Regions from separate parts of the Gossypium hirsutum genome. Here region 2 is linked to region 1. A link is a contact called in public Hi-C data. All regions are on one chromosome and are shown on one strand. Each heading gives the region's core, a stretch centred on a gene start, on an enhancer-like site or on the middle of the called end of the contact. The rest is flanking DNA. Distances are from core to core; before and after follow the strand shown.

What was found. Hi-C and Micro-C count contacts between places; a contact is called where the count stands out from the background.
Region 2: a Hi-C map of leaf shows a contact between it and region 1, with 1.8 times the contacts expected there. The contact joins the promoter of LOC107887360 here to the promoter of LOC107887366 in region 1. A contact is called at or near these places in 4 of 34 Hi-C or Micro-C datasets (callus and leaf).

What each region holds. Positions count from the first base shown.
Region 1 is chrA03:67,387,513-67,392,237 of Gossypium_hirsutum_v2.1, forward strand. LOC107887366 (eukaryotic translation initiation factor 5A-2) reads left to right here and starts at 2,482. Exons shown (of 5, transcript XM_016811573.2): 1 at 2,482-2,850. The coding sequence starts at 2,728.
Region 2 is chrA03:67,582,522-67,587,342 of Gossypium_hirsutum_v2.1, forward strand. It overlaps LOC107887360 (probable WRKY transcription factor 57), which reads left to right and starts at 1,491. Exons shown (of 3, transcript NM_001326738.1): 1 at 1,491-1,908; 2 at 2,911-3,054; 3 at 3,577-3,922. The coding sequence starts at 1,496. The coding sequence ends at 3,913.

The DNA of each region.
Region 1 (4,725 bases), core at 1,232-3,731:
CTTTGATCCAAAATACAGAAGAAATAATAGGAACTTCCATTAAATCTTCTTCCTACTTTAATCAGTGAAAAACTAGTAGATAGTTATTGAAAGTCCAAGGAGCACTCATAATCACATGCTCAATTTCCAACTCATGGAATAATTTGAACAAATACCACTTCCAGTCCAGATCTGAGATTTGAACTTCTCCCAACGGATGCCAAAGATTTGCCATCGTGTTCTTCATTACTGGAAAGTGCACCACACTCGCCGTTAAAAAACGCATCCAACCAAACTGCAATCATAGATCAATTTTCATGAGATCTCGTTAGTAGGCAAAATCAAAACTTCTTCTTCACCATCCTTTATATTGAGATATGCCAGTTCTTTTTCCATTTCGACAAAGCCCTAATAGAACATTCTTTAATTGAAAACAGTAGAATAGAACAACATGAATAAAAAAACAAAATCACAAGACGTGCTACAGAGAGTAGATTAGAAAACAACCTTTATGATTTTTTTTTAAATAGTAGAGGTTGCAGAGATTTTAATTTTTATAATTTTATTTATTAAAATATTTATAATTTTTTTATTATTCTTTATAAGTTTATATCAATTTTATATTTTAAATTTTAATAATTTTTCAGATATATATATTTTTTATGGAAAAAAATATATTAAACTAGAAGTTGCCACATGTCACAATTTGATTGATCCGTCAATTTATTTTAACGATCAACGTGATCAATGATGGGAATTATTAATAGAAAGATTTAATTGATTTTTTTGTTAACGAAAGGAACTTAATTAAGTGTGAATTTAATATAGAAATTTAACTTATACTTTTCTATTTTTAAAATTTTTTTTTGACATAAACTTAAATAAAAATAAAAGGTTTTTTAAAAGAGAACTAAAGAGAAGTTATAATATCGTATAACATTTTTTTTGTAATGTAATGAAAAAGTAAAGAAGTAACTAAAAATTAAAAAAAATGATTGCATGAAATAATTTCACATAACTTTTATTATTTTTTCAATAGGAGAAAAATTAAGAAGAAAAATATAATTTATTATTCTCCTATTAAACAAATAAAAATAACATAAAATCACAATTTAATATAACCTCTCCTCAATAAAATATAAGCAAATGCAGGGTTTTTTACCCCAATATTATAAAAAAATTATACACCAAAATGGGTTGTCAGCCAGATTAATTACGAAAATGGTATACTTTTTGGGGTCGTGCCTACCTGACAGGCACAACCTATTATTTTATTATTAAAATTTTTTTGTTTTAAAAAATTATTATTATATTATTTTTAATATTTATATTAATATATAGATAAAAATACGGGTTTTATACAGATAAAAAATACCCGAAACGGGTCGAGCCTGTCAGGTAGGCACGACTAGTCGTGCCTAATAGGCAGGCACAACACCCTGCACATTTCCCTTTTCTTTCTTTGCATTTTACAAAAAATTGGTCTTATATCACTTTTGGTCTCTCTACTAGGCCTAAAATTAAAATTCAATCTTTATACTTGAATTTCTACAATAATATTTGGTCCTATTTTTTATAATTTTTTTCCAAATAATTAATATTGTTAATTACTCTGTTAAAGTTTTTAACGTGTTTTTTAAACAAAATATTAGTTTAACAAAACAATGATATGTTAAGCTGTAATAAGTTTTAAATAATAAAATTTCTAACAAAAATGTATTCCAACTTAACATATCATTGTTTTGTTAAACTAATATTTTGTTTAAAAAAACACGACAAAAATTTTATCAGAGTAATTAACAAAAATTTTAATAAAATTTTGTTAGAAATTTTATTATTTAAAACTTATTCCAACTTAACATATCATTGTTTTGTTAAACTAATCAAAAATTTTATAGAGTAATTAACAAAAATTTTAATACAATTTTGTTAGAAATTTTATTATTTAAAATTTATTCTAACTTAACATATCATTGTTTTGTTAAACTAATTTTTTGTTTAAAAAAACACGTCAAAAATTTTATCAAAGTAATTAACAATATTAATTATTTGGAAAAAAAATTATAAAAAATAGAACCAAATATTATTGTAGAAATTCAAGTATAAAGATTGAATTTTAATTTTAGGCTTAGTAGAGGGACCAAAAGTGATATAAGATCAATTTTTTGTAAAATGCAAAGAAAGGGAAATGTGCAGGGTGTTGTGCCTACCTGTCAGGCACGACTAGTCGTGCCTACCTGACAGGCTCGACTCGTTTCGGGTATTTTTTATCCGTGTAAAACCCGTATTTTTATCTATATATTAATATAAATATTAAAAATAATATAATAATAATTTTTTAAAACAAAAAAAGAAATTTAATAATAAAATAATAGGTTATGCCTATTAAGTAGGTACGACCCCAAAAAGTATACTATTTTTGTAATTAATCTGACTGACAACTTATTTTGGTGTATAATTTTTTTTTTATAATATCAGAGTAAAAAACCCGTAAATGCATTTGAGGCAAAACGTCCTTTACACGCAGACCTAAAAGATATTTTCCAATCCCACAATGGACTACACTCTCTCCCCACTTCAACATACTTGACTTTACCCAAATTTCCCACATTTCCTAAAATAAAATAAATAAATAAAACGAAGTTAACCCTGCATTTTCATACATTTTCACAGTTATAAAATCCATTTCCCTTTTGTCTCAATCGCTGCTTTTCCAGTGTTTCTCTATTGTTTTTTTTTAAAGCGGTGATGTCGGACGAGGAGGACCACTTCGAGTCTAAAGCTGATGCTGGAGCTTCTAAAACTTATCCCCAGCAAGCTGGTACCATCCGTAAGAACGGTTACATTGTTATTAAAGGCCGTCCTTGCAAGGTTAGCCTAAATCATTTTATTTTGTTGGTAAAATTTTTAACTCATTTTTTTTATGATAATTCTTAAATCTGGCAATTGGCTGAAAAGGAAATTATTAAATAATTTAATTTTTGATCTCTAAATACGGTTTGGGTAGAGTCATACTATTTGATTTTGTATTTGGTGCATATGATGTTGTACATGTTGCGGAAGCGACGATAATATTAATAACAATATTATCAGAAATATTTAGATAATTATTATGCCAACAATTATACTAAGAAAATTCCCAGTTAAATTGGAGGGGTCACAATGGTCCCGCTTAAAACCCAACAACTAGACAGAACTCACTTAGATATTTATAGCAATAATAACTAAATAAATATAACCAATATAAAGCTATTAAATAAAAGCAAACAAATAAGAAATAAAATACCAGAGTTTTAACGAGGTTCGGCCAATTTAGCTTACGTCCTCGGACACTACCAAATTAATATTTCCTCTAGAAATATTACAAAGGAGAAGATTTTGGGATAATACAACCAAAGGGGGAGGGGTTCTATATATAACAAACCAAACCCCCTCCATTTCTATCTTTTCCTAATGTGGGATATTGCCAATATTCAACAAATCTCCACCTTGGCGATATTCCACATCTTCGAACATCTTCTCATAACACAAACTTCAATAGTGTCTTCAATTTTGCAACCAATCGCCTTCTTCCCTTTTGGTAGTTGTGCCAGCTTCCACATCTTGTTTTTCTCTAGAGATTGCATTTCCTCTTCCATTGCACCTAACCATCTATAATTCTCTAAACTCTGAATGGCTTCGGTGTAAGTGGATGGAATATTATCAACAACTGGAAGTGCATAAGCTACCATGTCAGTGAAACGAGCAGGTTTCTGAATTTCTCGTCTCTGCCTTCTGACTGCAATTGGCTCTGATTGCTGTTGAGGTTCTTGGGTAGAAACCTCTTCCTCATCTGACTCTGCATCTGCCAATGAAGAATCACTAGTGGTACCTTTTGCTGGAATTACCACACTCTGCTCAAACTCCACCTGCTGCGGAGTACACTCCACCTGCTGCGAAGTACTACTCACTCCTTCTGGATTTACCTTATTCAACATGGCAGATTCATGAAAGGTAACATCCCTACTGATTATCGTCTTCTTTGCCTCTAGACACCACAAACGATATCCCTTAACACCAGCATTGAAGCCCATGAATAGAGCCTTCTTTGCTCTTGGATCTAACTTTGATTCTTTCACATGATAATATGCAATAGAACCAAAAATGCGCAAGGTGTCATAATCAGTAGCAGGTTTTCCATACCATTTCTCCAAAGGAGTCTTGCCATTTATAGCAGATGATGGCAAATGATTGATGAGATGTTGAGCGTACGTCACAGCCTCAGTCCAAAACTTTCTATCTAATCCAGCATTAGATAACATACATCGAACTTTCTCCACAAGCGTTCGATTCATACGCTCTGCCACCCCATTCTGTTGCGGTGTTCCACCTACGGTGAAGTGCCTTACTATGCCACAATCTTGGCATATCTTCAGGAAAGGATCGCTTTTATATTCTCCACCGTTGTCTGATCGGAGAACCTTAATCTTCCTTCCTGTCTGATTTTCAACTTTAGTTTTCCACTTAAGGAAAACTTCAAGCACCTCATCTTTGTTCTTCATAGGAAACACCCAAACTCGTCTGGAAAAATCATCAATAAAGGTGACAAAATAACGTCTTCCTCCAAGTGATGGAGTCTTGGACGGTCCCCATACATCAGAATGCACATAATCCAGAATACCTTTAGTATTGTGAATCCCAGTGCCAAATTTCACCCTTCGTTGTTTTCCCAGAACACAATGCTCGCAAAATTCAAGTTTGCAAGTC
Region 2 (4,821 bases), core at 241-2,740, 190 kb after region 1:
TTTATGCGATTTAGTCATTTTTCACAATTAAGCATGAAATCGCTAAAATTAATTCACCAAAATTTTCATCCTCTCATATAATCATGCCACAACACATAAAATAACATTAAAAATAATTTCTCTGACCTTGGATTAGTGGTCCCGAAACCACTGTTCTGACTGGGCCTAAAATCGGGCCGTTACATTAACAGTTTTACAAATTGGTACATGGGGTAACTAAATTAAGCTCATGGGACCTCAAAAATAAAAAAAATTACAAGAAAAGGACTAGAATTACCTTAGAAATCAAAAGACCAAAAAATTGAATGTCCAAACCCTATATTTTCTTCTTAGAATCGATTTGAAGAAGATGAAAAGGAAAATGATTTCTTTTCTTTTTCTTTTTCTTTTTCTTTTATAGTAAGTTTAAAATTAATCAATCTTAATTAAATTAACTAATTCCTAATTAACTTACTAATTATTATAACTAAACTAAAATGATGGATGAATACATCATCATCCCAATGCTATATAAAAAATAGGTCTAATTGCTTAATCGGTCCCTAAATTAATTAAAACTTTATAGTGATTAACTTTTATTATTTTCACAATTTAATCCGTACCTGCATCTGGATGAGGAGGGGGGATGCTCATAATCCTTCGAACAACTTCTTGTGGAACCCAAACACGAAACAAATCCAGATCTCACATGCCTCCCTCTATTACTATTCCACTAAGCAAGGAGTCTGAAACAAGATTAGCATGAGAAGGGATAATATTATTCAATGGGCCGACATTGAAATCCATTAATCTTTCCAACACTGAATACTATTTTCATCCCTAATAGACCAAACTATAGCATCACGAATCATTAACCAAACCTTAAAAAGCTCTCCAAAAAACGAAAATTTCCCCTCAAAATATTATCAAGTAACCTCTCTTCCAAACTAATTTTTATATTCTTAATTCTCATGTTTTACTAGAAATGCTATAATAACTAATTTCATCCTTACAATAATTAATATTTCACCGAGATTAATAACATTATCCATGTAAACTAAATGGATGTTTGGAGGACACGGTGCTTTGCTCGCGTTAGAGTTATGTCGGAAACTTTCTGTGCCTATCACTATTTTCAGTCCATGCGCGTGGGTCCCACATGCCATCCTTAACTATTTTCAGTTGACGCCGTTATTATCTTTTCTCTATATCCGACTATTCCCCTACTCTCTCTCTTACTCGCTCGTTCTTTGCACCTCATCTCTTTTTAACTCTCTTTTTTCTCTTTTGGATTGACGCTACAAAAGAAGAAAAAAATAAACTTCGAAATGCTAGGCGTCCCTTCCCAACACTAAAACTTATACATTCCAACCCAAAACCCTAGCTGGCTCTTTCTCTCTCTCTCCTTCCATTCCTTTTTTCTTTTCCTTTTTAATTCTTCCCTCTCCGCGTTCTGTTTTAGATTCTGTTTTGTCTGCTTTAATTTTTTAATTATTTTTTCCTTTCGTTTAAGAGGATGGAAGATAAAGAGGGTGTGGATCCAGCGAGTGAATTTACATCCAATTCGAGCTGGGCACTCGCTGGAGGACCTGACTCAGTCTCCGACAGCGTCAACTACTTCTTCGATAAGGAGAGCAATATACTGAGTGAGTTCGACTGGAATCTGCAACCTGATCATGCTGAACAGATTGACCGGTTCGATGAACTCGACCGGGCCGACACCAGGCCTTATTTGGCGGGAAGCTTTAGCGGCTCGCATAGCTGTGTTGCTGCTGCTGCGTGTGGTTCGGTTTCGGGTTCAGGGACAGCGTCGAGTCCTGCTGGCGGGGCGGCTGACGTGTCGACATTGATTCCATCGGTGTCTTCGAGCTCCGGAGAGGATCCGTCGGAGAAATATACGGGATCCGGCGGGAAACCGCCCGAGATACCGTGAGTAGTAGTGAACAAACATCCATCCCACCGATGAAAATAGGAAAAAAATGACATGAAAATTGGAAGGAAATGTTTCTTTTTTATCCTTTTCTTTTTTATGCTATTGCGGGGGGACTGAATCGTAATTAAGCACAATTTCTATGGGCAACATAAGAGATGTAATAAAAGCCACCGTATCAAAAAGTCATGAGAGAGAAGAGACGGGTGCAATCTTGGGAGTCCGTACACTCGGAAACTGTCAAACAGAAGCAGCCTTTGTTTCATGCAAGTTGGGGGAGGTTTAGGGTTGTTTCGTAAATTTAGCGACATAATAGGTGCAATTAAGGGAATAAAGGGCGAAAAATAAAAGGGACTTTTTGGCTACAATAAGCTAAGTGGCCTCCTTGAACACCGCCGCTATTGCAGCGGGAACGGCGTGCTTTCAGAAATCCCCTTTTTTTTTTAAAAAAAAAAAACTTCTTTCGGCTCTTTATTTCCACGTTAGGCAATAAGCGAGAATATAGCTCCGAAAAGCCCTCTTTTGGTGACATATGAACCCTTTAGATACTCCCAATTAGTACTTCTTCCCCATTTATTTTACCCCCATGAAGTCTGCCTTTTGTTCTGAATTCATCCCCTCACTTAAAGCTATGCATTCTCACTTTATACGGGATTTTAGTGTTATATATGTGATGGGTATTTGCCCATTGTTTTAGGAATTTGGAAATGCAGTCCTACAAAATGGACATTGGTCAGAGACATTCATCTCATGAAACCATGGATTAGTTTGTTCCATATTAATGCATTTCTTGTTTAAAGAAAGTTGTTTTTATTACTTTGATTGATTTTTATTCCCATCATTAATGGCTGCATTCATGTATCTACTTCACTAGTTGCATGTTTATTAGTTAAGCTTCCTTGCTCTCTTTTTTTCATTTTTCTCAAAGAAACAAATTTTAGGAATATGTTATCTTTTCGTTTTTTAATTTGATAAATTGTGGGTGGAATATTTTTGTGTAGGAGTAAGGCCAGGAAGAAGGGGCAAAAGCGAATTCGACAGCCACGTTTTGCATTTATGACCAAGAGTGAAGTTGAACATCTTGAAGATGGCTACCGGTGGCGGAAATATGGACAAAAAGCTGTTAAAAATAGTCCATTTCCTAGGTAAATCAGAGAAAAACTGACATGTTTCCCACTTTTTGAATTGGATTCGCCTGTTTTCAGTAAAATAATTTGAACTTTTAAAGTGAAATATCATAAACAGCATTCATTGTCAATATTGTAATCAACTTCCTTTCCAGGAGATTATTTATGAATTTCCTTCAATCATCTTTGTTATAGGGGAAGATTCCATCAATTCATTCATAAATGATTCCCGAAATAAAAAATTATTAATATAAACTAGAGTTAATGATAGTACTTCTTTAACAAAGTTAAATATTTATCATTGAACCACTATCGTTATATACAAAAGGAGATTCCTTCAATTCATGAATATGTAATTGATATTTTGTTTCAGGGTTAAAGAAAACAAAAAAAAATCATGAATTGAAAATTTTCATGTAAAAGGGCAAGAGCCCTAAGAGGACTCCGTATGTTAGAGAGTGATGAAATATGATTTCATGCATAAAAGCATTAATGGAAACGCAAATTTTCAGAATGTTGTGTGCAAAATCTGATTTGCAGGAGCTACTACCGTTGCACAAACAGCAAATGTACAGTTAAGAAGAGGGTAGAACGCTCCTCTGAAGATCCCACCATTGTCATTACTACATATGAAGGTCAGCACTGTCATCACAGTGTCGGATTCCCCCGTGGTGGACTCATCAGCCGTGAAGCTGCCTTTGCTGGTCGATTCACTCCTTCAGTCTCACAATTTTATTATCCACACGGGGAAATTCCTGCAAGCATAATACGTTCACAGCAAGTACCGATAGAAATAGTAGAATCTCGTCCACTGCCACAAACCACAAATGAAGGGCTACTTGGGGATATTGTTCCTCCAGGAATCCGTAACAGATGAGGAAGAGATCATTGTGGTATGCATTACATACTTTTGACTCCTTGACGCACTTTGCCTGAATTTCTTCTATTTTGGTTCACTTATTCTACGTTTGTGTGCTTCCTTTTTGGTACCGTCTGCTTTTTGTATGTTGACTGAGCTAGTTATTGAAAGGTACTAATCCAATCTCCCACCATGAGTGCTTCACACAGCACTGTAGCTTCTTAATTAGACACTAACTAGTGGACCATTGTGATTGCTATTTAAAACCACTTGCATGAGATATAGAACACTTCTGTTGAGCAGTCCTAATATATAAGATTGACTGCGACCCACAATGTTGATGGATATACTGATAAGAGTGATATATTAGGTCAGTCTTCCTTATGATTTCTTGGTTTCCCTTCAGCAATACATCATGAATAACATCAGGTGCATATATAGTTTCTTATTGACTAATATTTTCTTTACATTAAGATAAGTTAATCGTAATATCAAATTCCGAAATAAATTACATTGCCATTGGATTATTGTAAATATTGCCGGCTCTATTATATGCTTATCAGAGTTTGTTAAAGGGCCTTTTTAGACATGGGGTTGATAGAATGCAACTTTTGTACTAGCGAAAAGACTTTTAATAACTGCTAGAATCTTCTGGATTGACGTTTCAGATATGTTCCATTTTTATTTTTTTTTCCTTTGGTAGCTTTTAGATATGGTCTTAGTCAAGTAGTATCGCATTTGTAACCCATTTGAGATTAAAGGGTTATTAGTAAAGCTGTATACGAGATTAAAGGGTTAAGAGGAGAATCCAACCACATAGTAAGATGCCGACTTAGATTATAGAATTTGCTCTATTTCCTTTTCTTTCTCCATTTTATGTTCATCTTCTTCTGTATTTTGACGTACAGGTAAAGTCAGTGATTGGT